Regions from separate parts of the Ovis aries genome. Here region 2 is linked to region 1. The links are chromatin contacts, called in public Hi-C maps. All regions are on one chromosome and are shown on one strand. The core of a region is the stretch at or near the end of the contact, and the rest is flanking DNA. Distances in the headings are between cores, read along the strand shown.

The links. A called contact is a pair of places that touch in the nucleus more often than the background predicts.
Region 2: a Hi-C map of tail adipose tissue shows a contact between it and region 1, with 5 times the contacts expected there. The contact joins the promoter of TRIB2 here to the enhancer-like site in region 1. A contact is called at or near these places in 8 of 16 Hi-C or Micro-C datasets (blood, liver, mixed tissues and 3 more).

What each region holds. Positions count from the first base shown.
Region 1 is chr3:20,748,856-20,753,759 of ARS-UI_Ramb_v3.0, forward strand. No RefSeq gene overlaps it. Among named protein-coding and RNA genes, the nearest start is that of LPIN1, 79 kb to the left of the region's middle. Within about 2 kb of position 3,011, at least 5 of the 54 cell types and tissues checked have an H3K27ac peak or open chromatin away from gene starts, as enhancers often do. A contact at or near this core is called in tail adipose tissue, where this site is marked.
Region 2 is chr3:21,549,816-21,554,719 of ARS-UI_Ramb_v3.0, forward strand. It overlaps TRIB2 (tribbles pseudokinase 2), which reads left to right and starts at 2,991. Exons shown (of 3, transcript XM_042245801.2): 1 at 2,991-4,569. The coding sequence starts at 4,300.

The DNA.
Region 1 (4,904 bases), core at 1,761-4,260:
GAAGTCATTTGTGCAGGTCAAGTGGCTGCTGCTCAGGGGATGGTCACTAACTGTTGGTGCCCTTCTCCCCTCCTGTGGGGAGTCACTGTCGTCTAGGACTCAGTGCCTTGGGGCAGGGATGAGAGTCTCAGATGAGCAGGTTTACCACTGGTTTTGACCCCTTTTGTCTTCTTCTTCTTTTTTTTAAACGTAGTATTTAAAAAAATTTTAGTTTTATTTCCTTATTTGGCCATGCCGAGTCTTAGTTGAAGCTCATGGAATCTTCAGTCTCCTTGAACTCTTAGTTGGGGCATGTGAAATCTAGTTTCTTGACTGGGGATTGAACCTAGGCTCCCTGTATGGGGAGGACAGAGTCAGAACCCCTGGACCACCAGGGAGATCCCTGTCCTCTTATTTTTAAAGCACCCAGTTAGGAAAGTTACAGTGCTGTTTCCTAGCCTAGGCACTCAGCAAATCCCATATGCTGGGTAAATATCAAGAGAGATCAGAGCCTAAGCACAAAAAATGAGTGCCCAGGGCTGGACCAGGTTTGTACAGGAGCTGAGTTGATGCGGAAGCTTCTAGATCTCAATACTGCCGATATGTAGCTGACCTGAGGGTTATTATTATTTTTTTTTTTCTGACTAGCTGTTCCTTGTTCTTCCACAAGTTGGGAGCTTCTCATTTCCTTTCCCCTCCAGAGTGTCAGGCCCCTTTGCTGAGGGGCTCTAAACCAGACCTGGGAGTTGAGAGCTGCCTGAGCCTAAAGCAGCTAATGGCAGGCGGGTTCCTTTCCACTCTGATACTTCTTCTATTTCTCAGGGTTCATAAGAAGTGTGGGCACATTCTTTTCCTTACTCTTTCAATGAACACTTTCTAAATATCTCCTTCTATCCAGGGCGTGTGTAGATGAAGAGAGTGCTTAATCTTTTTGTTGTTGTTCAGTTGCTCAGTTGTGTCTGACTCTTTGCAACCTCAAGGGCTGCAGCACGCCAGGCTCCTCTGTCCTTCACTGTCTCCCGGAGTTTGTTCAAATTCATGTCATTAAGTCGGTGATGCCATCCAACCATCTCATTCTCTGCCACCCCCTTATCCTTTTGCCTTCAATCTTTCCAAGCATCAGGGTCTTTTCCAATGAGTTATCGCTTCATATTAGATGGTCAAAGTTCAGCATCAGTCTTTCCAGTGAATATTCAGGGTTGACTTCCTTTAGGATTGACTGGTTTGATCTTCTTGCAGTCCAAGGGACTCTCAAGAGTCTTCTCCAGCACCACAATTTGAAAGCATCAATTCTTTGGCACTCAGCCTTCTTTATGGTCCAAGTCTCATATCCATACATACTTACTGGAAAAAAGTACTGGAGTGGTCTGCCATTTCCTCCTCCCCTGCACCACATTTTGTTAGAACTCTTCACTGTGACCTGTCCACTTTGGGTGGCCCTGCATGGCATGACTCATAGCCTCCTTGAATTACTCATGCTCCTTTGCCATGACAAGGCCATGATCCATGAAGGGTCTTTATGTGTGGCAGTATATAGAATATGCACAAAGCCTGGGTATTCAGAGAAGAGAACAACTAGTGAGTGTACTTTGGGTCAGGGGTGGTGCTTTACAAGGGGGTGAAATGGGAGATGGGCTTTGAAGGTTGAATAGGAGTTTGTCTGAGAAGACTAGTCATCTCAGCCAGAGAACAAGAGAAAGAAAAGTACTGCCAAGATTCAAAGATGTGTCAGATTCCAGTGTGTCTGTGAATGTTGAGGTTTCTGTGCTGGAGTCCACGATTTGTGCAGTTTTTGCCTGTGTGTAGGAGTATAGATAGGTAGGCATGCTTCTGTGTTTGTAGGAAAGCTGAGTGTGGTAACTAGTGGGGGGTGGTGGTGGTGGATGAAGAGGTAGGTAGGGCTTAGCATGAAGAGACCGGATGTGCCTGAGTCCCACTAGACATTGGAGAGGAAGAAGGGTCCTGGTCTGGGACAGGAGAAAAAGAGGTGACTGGAGTAAGGCTGTGATGGCAGTGAATGTTTTTTTCAGAACTCTCTGGGGTGGCTGCCACCTGTTACTTGGGACTGGTTCACGTCCCTGCAACCCGGTGCAGCTCGAGCTTCTTCCTGATGTGGTCCCTGCAGGATAGTTCAGTACTCTGAAGAGGTCAGAAAGAAATCAGATCCCTCCCAGGCTTTGACGTAGTTTGCCATCTTGGAGGATGATAAAGCCCTGGGCATTTCCTGAGCGCCTCTGACAAACAGAGCTGCTGTTCTTACTTTTGCATTTAGTTTTTCTTATTTTGTTGGATTCAAACAGACAAACTGCAAAAAGATTCAGTTATTCAAGCCTTGTCCAGTCATTCATTGACAGAGCATTTACACTCCAGGAATGATTCCAGGCTCTATGAGATCAGAAAGAGAATGGATTTTTCAATGACAACGCATTGGTTGCCTCGCCCTTGGTGAAATGGATTGTCTCCCTGAACCTCAGTTTCCCACGTGTAAAACAAGCAGAACAATTCTCACCTAACATGAATGTAACCTTAGAAGTACATGGACGCTTGTGGCTCATCAGAGGTGGAAATCTAATTTTTTGTTCCTCTCCTCTGACTTGTACCTTCTCTCTGAAACGTTTAACTTTGAGCAGGGAGATGGATGTAGTTCCCCAGGCCATCAGCAGATGGCGCCCAACAACGGGCAGTGCTGGGAACAGGGTTCCCTCAGCTCCCCAACCCTCCCGTTTCCCCAGTTCCCCCGGCCCATTTCCAGCCCCTTCCTTGCCTTCCTCCTTTTCTCAGTCATTCCAGGACCCAGGCAGAAAGTCACACAGAACACTGTGTGTCTGTCAGCAGATTCCTGGAAGGTCATGCTGAATGATGAATGCTCCCGGGTAGGACTGGAGAGTTCTTTTTTCTTATTTATTTTTTTCCTTTCCTTTCTTTTTTTTTTTTTTGTCTCCCATGAATTGCATCACTGGGCAGCCTCTTGGCTTTATTCATCAAACTCCTGTGGTTTTTAGACCTTTCCTAATTGTTCTGTGTCTGCTTCCTTTCCAGGCCCCTTCTGGCCAAGGCAGGATGTCCGGAGTTGGCTGTGGCCAGGGAGCCCGTCCTTGTCCAGCTCTTTTTACTGTTACTCTTTCTGCCCTCCTGTCTCCCACTCCCAGAACCTGATGTGGTCCTGGGGACAGAGACCTGACTCTGCTGTGATCCTAGGTGATTATCTCTCAGCCCCAGTTCCCTCATAAGGGGAGTCTTGCCTGGCAAGGAAATGGGTTTCATCTTCAACGTCTGATGTTTTACCTTGCATACCCTGGCTTTTGGCATCCCTCTCCCTCTTCTCAACCACACATGTGCTGCTGCTGGTATTGTAAATTTTTCCGGGTCTTTAAGGAACTACCCCAAATTGAGTAGCTATTTGTCTTACAGGCATCCTATGGTGGTGATTTGTGGTTTAGTTGCTAAGTTGTGTCCAACTCTTGCGACCCCATGGACTGTAGCCTGCTACGCTTCTCTGTCCCTGGGATTCTCTAGGCAAGAATACTGGAGTGGGTTACCATTTCCTCCTCCAGGGGATCTTTCCCATGCAGGAATCGAACCCAGGTCTCCTGCATTGCAAGCTACGGGGGAATCCCCGAAGGTATCTTGGGATGGTCCCAATTTAACATTCTGACCCATTGTCCTTGTGTCAGGTTTGAAGCCCGGAGAATTGATATTTTGTTGGAGGCATGATGTTTGTGGTTGTGAGAAAACACTTTTCTCCTCTATTCTTCCCCCTTGCTGTATCCCAGGCACTGTGAATTCTGAAAGGTGCAGAGAGCAATGAGAACAGAGCTGGCCCCCAGGAGCCCTTGGACAATGGAGTGTGAGGAGGCAGACAAATATAGTCCCTGGAGTGAGATAGGCTGTGGAAGAGATAGAGAACCTGGGTCCAGGAACTAAGAGATGGGCACAAGACTGGCTTTGCTCACTATCACCCCCCAGTGACCCATTTGGGAAACTCACATTTCCTGTCACCTCTGCCAGCGGCTCAAACCACGGAAATTCATTTTTCTCCCACTTCTGGAGGATGGAGATTCAACATCAAGATGTCAGCAGGTTTGAATTTTTTGAGGCCTCTCTTCTTGGTTTGTAGCAAGCCACTGTCTCACAGTTACAAGCGGGCATGGAACAATTGATTGGTTCCAAATTGGGAAAGGAGTATGTCAAGGCTGTATACTGTCACCCTGCCTATTTAACTTATATGCAGAGTACATCATGAGAAACGCTGGGCTGGAGGAAGCACAAGCTGGAATCAAGATTGCCGAGAGAAATATCAATCACCTCAGATATGCAGATGACACCACCCTTATGGCAGAAAGCAAAGAAGAGCTAAAGAGTTTCTTGATGAAAGTGAAAGAGGAGAGTGAAAAAGCTGGCTTAAAGCTCAACATTCAAAAAATGATCATGGCATCCAGTCCCATCCCTTCATGGTAAATAGATGGGAAAACAATGGAAACAGTGACAGACTTTATTTTCTTGGGCTTCAAAATCATTGCAGATGGTGACTGCAGTCATGAACTTAAAAGACTTCCTTGGAAGAAAAGCTATGACAAAGCTAGACAGCATATTAAAAAGCAGAGACATTACTTTGCCAACAAAGGTCTGTCTAGTAAAAGCTACGGTATTTCCAGTAATGTACGGAAATGAGAGTTGGACCATAAAGAAAGCTGAGAGCTGAAGAATTGATGCTTTTGAGCTGTGGTGTTGGAGAAGACTCTTGAGAGTCCCTTGGACTGCAAGGAGATCCAACCAGTCAATTCTAAAAGAAATCCGTCCTGAATATTCTTTGGAAGGACTGATGCTGAAGCTGAAGCTCTCACTGTCAGCTCTCACTGTCCAAGGGGCTCTCAGGAGTCTTCTCCAACACCACAGTTCAAAAGCATCCATTCTTCGACGCTCAG
Region 2 (4,904 bases), core at 1,741-4,240, 800 kb after region 1:
AATGCCAATGACAATCTCTTATTTATCTTATTGTATGACTCATAGAACTTTTTCAAAATCCATGAGGATAGGAAAAAAATTCTTTAAAATAATTGTATCTCAAAACTAAGTATCTGGTGCATAGTAGGTTTCAATTAAATATTTGCTTTGGATAAATTCAGGGTGAAAAAAATCAGTTTTTCTGGAAAACTTCCTGAAGCCCAGGAAAAGGGGATGCCTTGATATCTAATAGCCACACTGTTATACAATAAAATGATGTATTTCCAAGTATTTCTCTGAAGCTGGACTCCAAGCTCCTGGGTGGCAGAGACCAAATCTTACTCATATTTGGATCCTTAACACCCATCCTAGGCCGGGCTTATAGTAAACCACCATAGATTTCCTGGAATTGAAAAATATAATTCTAAAGCAGTCACGTGAGCTGAGCTGGACGGTTGTTAGGCTTCTCACTTTACAACTGAAAAAAGGGGTAGCCAGGGAGGAGAAAAAAAAAAATGTCTTGACTCAATTTTCATTGGATATCAGAGGCCCAGACAGGGCTGGAACAGGGTCTCCTAAACTCCTAGTTACAAAGCACTGTTGGTGGCCACTGGCAAGGGAGGCTGGTGCCTTTCTTTCTGACTCCTCAGTGGAGGAACAGAGGCCTGTTCCTGAGACGAGCACCAGCAGAGGAGCCTCAATGGGCCAAGATTCATGAATGGATCCTGCTCACCACTCGTGGTGACGGCCTGGGGGAACACACAAGTCGCCCTAGTGTGGGGGACTGAGTGCCAGGAAGGTCTTCCAGAAGTCACTTGGTGAGAGGGAGTCAGAAGACATGGGAGCACTTTCTTGACCCTTTTTTCAAACCCAGTGGCCCTGTGGTGGCCTGTCATACAGTCTAAGTTCTCTTCTGCCAACCTCCCAGGAATGGCTTATCTCTGGAGTTTGTGTATAATCATAAATTGCAAATATGCCCCAGTGGTCATAATCCTACAGAGCTCTCTTTTTGTGACTCAAAAGTGTCCTACCAAGGACTTCCCTGGTGGTTCAGTGGTTAAGAATCCACCTTCCAATGCAGGGGATGGGTGGAGGGAATTGATCCCTGGTTGGGTGGGTGGGGAGGACTAAGATCCCACATGGTGCCACAACTAAGACCAGACACAGCCAAGTAAATATTTTTTTTAAGTGTCCTGCCACGGGCAATACATGATATAGTCCGCTTTTCCTCGCAGACTAGAAAATATGCATGTGCCTGCTCAGCTGTGTCCACTCTGTGCGACCCTATGGACTGCAGCCCACCAGACTTCTCTGTCCATGGGATTCTCCAGACAAGAATACTGGAGTGGGTTGCCATGTCCTCCTCCAGGGGATCTTCCCAGCCCAGGGATGGAACCCAAGCCTCTCAAGTCTAACCTGCATTGGCAGGCAGGTTCTTTACCACTAGTGCCCACTGGGAAGCCTGAAAACATGCATGCTGCTGCTGCTGCTGCTAAGTCACTTCAGTCCTATCTGACTCTGTGAGACCCCATAGACAGCAGCCCACCAGGCTCCCGCGTCCCTGGGATTTTCCAGGCAAGAACACTGGAGTGGGTTGCCATTTCCTTCTCCAATGCATGAAAGCGGAAAGTGAAAAGTGAAAGTGAAGTCGCTCAATTGTGTCTGACCCTCTTGGACCCTATGGACTGCGGCCTTCCAGGCTCCTCCGTCCATGGGATTTTCCAGGTATGAGTACTGGAGTGGGGTGCCATTGCCTTCTCCAGAAAATATGCATACATGGGTATAAAAGTTCAGAGTATTCTAAACTCCCCTTTCTCAGCCCCTTGGGTTTGTTTGTTTGTTTGTTTTGGTCCCCAATCAGATTGCTTGGTTTACCAGGATACATTAGATTAAGGCCTGGCAGTCCAGGCCTCTGTTCAAGTTCTAGCCTAAATCAGAGGACTGGCACCTCTTATGGAAATTGGGAATAACTGGAGTGAACCTGCAGCCCTCATCTGATTTCCAGTGCCAAGTGCCTCTGTGGTCCACGTGTGTTGAGGGAGGAAACATAAAGAGAACAAGAGAAAGGGACTCGGACTGAAGGGGCCCCAAGCTTCGCAGAAGGTATGCGCCAGCACTGTTTGCCTGGGCCAAAGCCCTCTGGGCATGTCTTGGGAGCGGAAGAATTAGTGATTACCTGCGGTCTGAGTTAAAAGATGTCTTTGAGCTGGTATTTGGCAGGCAGAAAAATACTAAAAGCCTGATGGTAGGTGGAGGGTGGAGGGGGACACCAACTAAAAGCAAGCAATCCGTTTTTTCTTATACGGGGAGGAGAGTGTTGGAAAAAGATAATGAAACTGATTTTTGAAACTCGGTGCGGCAAGCACATCTTCCAAGGAAAAGAGCTATGTGAGCAGCGGTGTCCGAACGCTCAGAGGATGCCCAGCTTGCTGGGGAGGAGCACCCGGGAAGATGAACGAGTTAGGAAGTCCACTCGTCACTGATGGAGCTTCTTAGGGACTTGGCGGCGGGGCAGAAGTCGCCCCGCCGCCTGCAGCAGGGCGCGCAGTTAGCCGGTGGCGGCGCCGGGACAGTCCCTCCCTGGCGGGGTGCGCTACCTCACCGGCTCCGGGCCCCGGGTGGATAAAGCACTTTGTTTACCTCACCCGGGCTGAGCCATCCTGGGGGGGAAGGGGGAAGGCGAGCGCTCGCGTCCGGAGCCGGGAGCTGCAATGGCAGTGGCAGCCGCCTGCGGGCGCGGGGAGCTGCCAGAGGACTGGCAGCGGAGAGGCTGATTGATGGGCCTCCGGCTCAATGAGGGGGGGCCCCGGGCGGGGGCGGGGCGGGGCCGACGCTGCGCTCAGCCAGTCGCTGGTGCCGCCGGGTGGTGGTGGAGTTGGGGGGGAGAGGGGGGCGGAGGCTCAGTGGAAATGTGTCGGTGACATTGAATGGGGAGACCGAGCGCGAGCGAGGCGCGCGCGCGCACACACACAGCCCCGCTCGCGCAGAGATCCCCGGCCACGTAAGTAACTATTAATACCGCCTCGCCGAGAGATGCGGGCGTGCTGAGCTCGGGGATTGGCCTCGGGCACCGTCGGCCGTCCCCTTCCATTTCCAATACACGTTTCTCTTAACCTCCGGGTGGGGGGAAGAACAAAAATCAAAGAAGAAGAGAAGCCGTCAATTTTCTCCAAACAACCCCGCCAGGCAGTTTGGGTTGAGGGTAAGGGGTGACGGAGCGGTGGCAAATTATTCCAAGGCGCGATCCAGTGAAAAGAGCGAGAGAGGAGACGGCGTGGGTTGACTGGGCTGGAGGTGCATCCCTTTCCTGCGCCGGGAGGACCCCCGGAAGCTCGTGTCGGGGACACCGGAGACCATTGATCTACCCTCGTCCTTCCTGCGCGCACTTCTCGCTTTCTCCGGAGGCCTATCCAGAGCGCGAGGGAGCGGCGACGGCATGAGCCGGTGCTGACCTCCGCCCGGCGGGCCAAGCCCTGGGCTTTGTCGCGTACCTGAGCCCGGCCCGCAACTCCGTGCCCGGCTTTTGCAATCTTTTGTTGGCAGCGCTGACCGCTCTAAGTTAAATGCTCCCTTGCTATTTTTTTTTTTTTTTCTTTTTGTCTGTTTGTTTAAATTTTGGAGAGCTCTAGCGATCTTGGAAAAGCCTCAGACGCCATCTACAGTTAAAACGTAGGTAATTACCCTCTCCGGACCCTCTCCGGCAACCTCCCCCCCGCCCGCCTTCCACGCCCCCCACCCTTTCCACCAAAAAAGGGGGTGCAGCGCGGATTCAGTCTGCGGTGCGGCGCGAGCCGGTACCCGGGCTTGTTTCCTTTTTCTTTTTGTTTGGTTTCTAACGCGCCGAGACCAAGCGGCGGCCGTGTGCGCTCCCCGAAGACTGCACAAACTACAGCGAGGCTCCTCCGCCCCGTCTGCCTCGGGAGCCTGCGTGGGGACTGCTTCGGGAGCCCCAGAGCTGCAGCTCCTCACCTTAGCAATCCGGTTACAAGTCCAGATCCACGCTGCAAAAGGAGCGAGCGCGAGAGAGAAACTAAAAGTGCGAAGATTCTGCAAATCGCTGGCGGCTTTGGGGGTAACAAAAGGACCCGAGTTGCCGCCGACCGAGGACCCCCCGGGAGTCGGGCTCGGAGCAGACGAGGTGCCCGGCGGCTGCCGTTTGGTGGGTGCTTCTAACTCTTTCTCCACGTAGCCCCCTTCCCGTCCCTCCCCTCTCGATCCCTTTTAACATCCGTGGCACGGAGGCGCCTGCAGCCGCACTCGCCCGCGACTCATCTCTCCAGCGGTTTTTTTTTTTGTTTGTCGAGTGCGATCCCCACACTCATGAACATACACAGGTCTACCCCCATCACAATAGCAAGATATGGGAGATCGCGGAACAAAACCCAGGATTTCGAGGAGTTGTCGTCTATAAGATCTGCCGAACCCAGCCAGAGTTTCAGCCCGAACCTCGGCTCCCCGAGCCCGCCTGAGACTCCGAACTTGTCGCATTGCGTTTCTTGCATTGGGAAATACTTATTGTTGGAACCCCTGGAGGGAGACCACGTTTTTCGGGCCGTGCATCTGCACAGTGGAGAGGAGCTGGTGTGCAAGGTAAAGAGCCCGGGGTTTGCTTTTGGCTGTTTTGTCTTTTGAAAAGATGCCCCGGCCTTTGGGAGGGGGCGGGAGGTTGCAGAGCCCTGCGGTCCGGGGGAGGGAGATTCGCCTGATTAATTATCCGTGGGCTTGTTAAATGGGGTTCTGAATTTATTTGTTCGCGTTCGACTAGTCGCGAAGTTTTTAGAGCGTTGCAGACAATGGGGCGGGCTGCGGCGGGGGCGTTCTGGGGAGAGCCCGCCGCGGAGAAGGCGGCGGGACTGAGCGGGGGCCACGACCACGCGTGGTCGCTTCGGCTCGTGGAGCCCCTCTGCGTTACGCCGGGTCCCGCG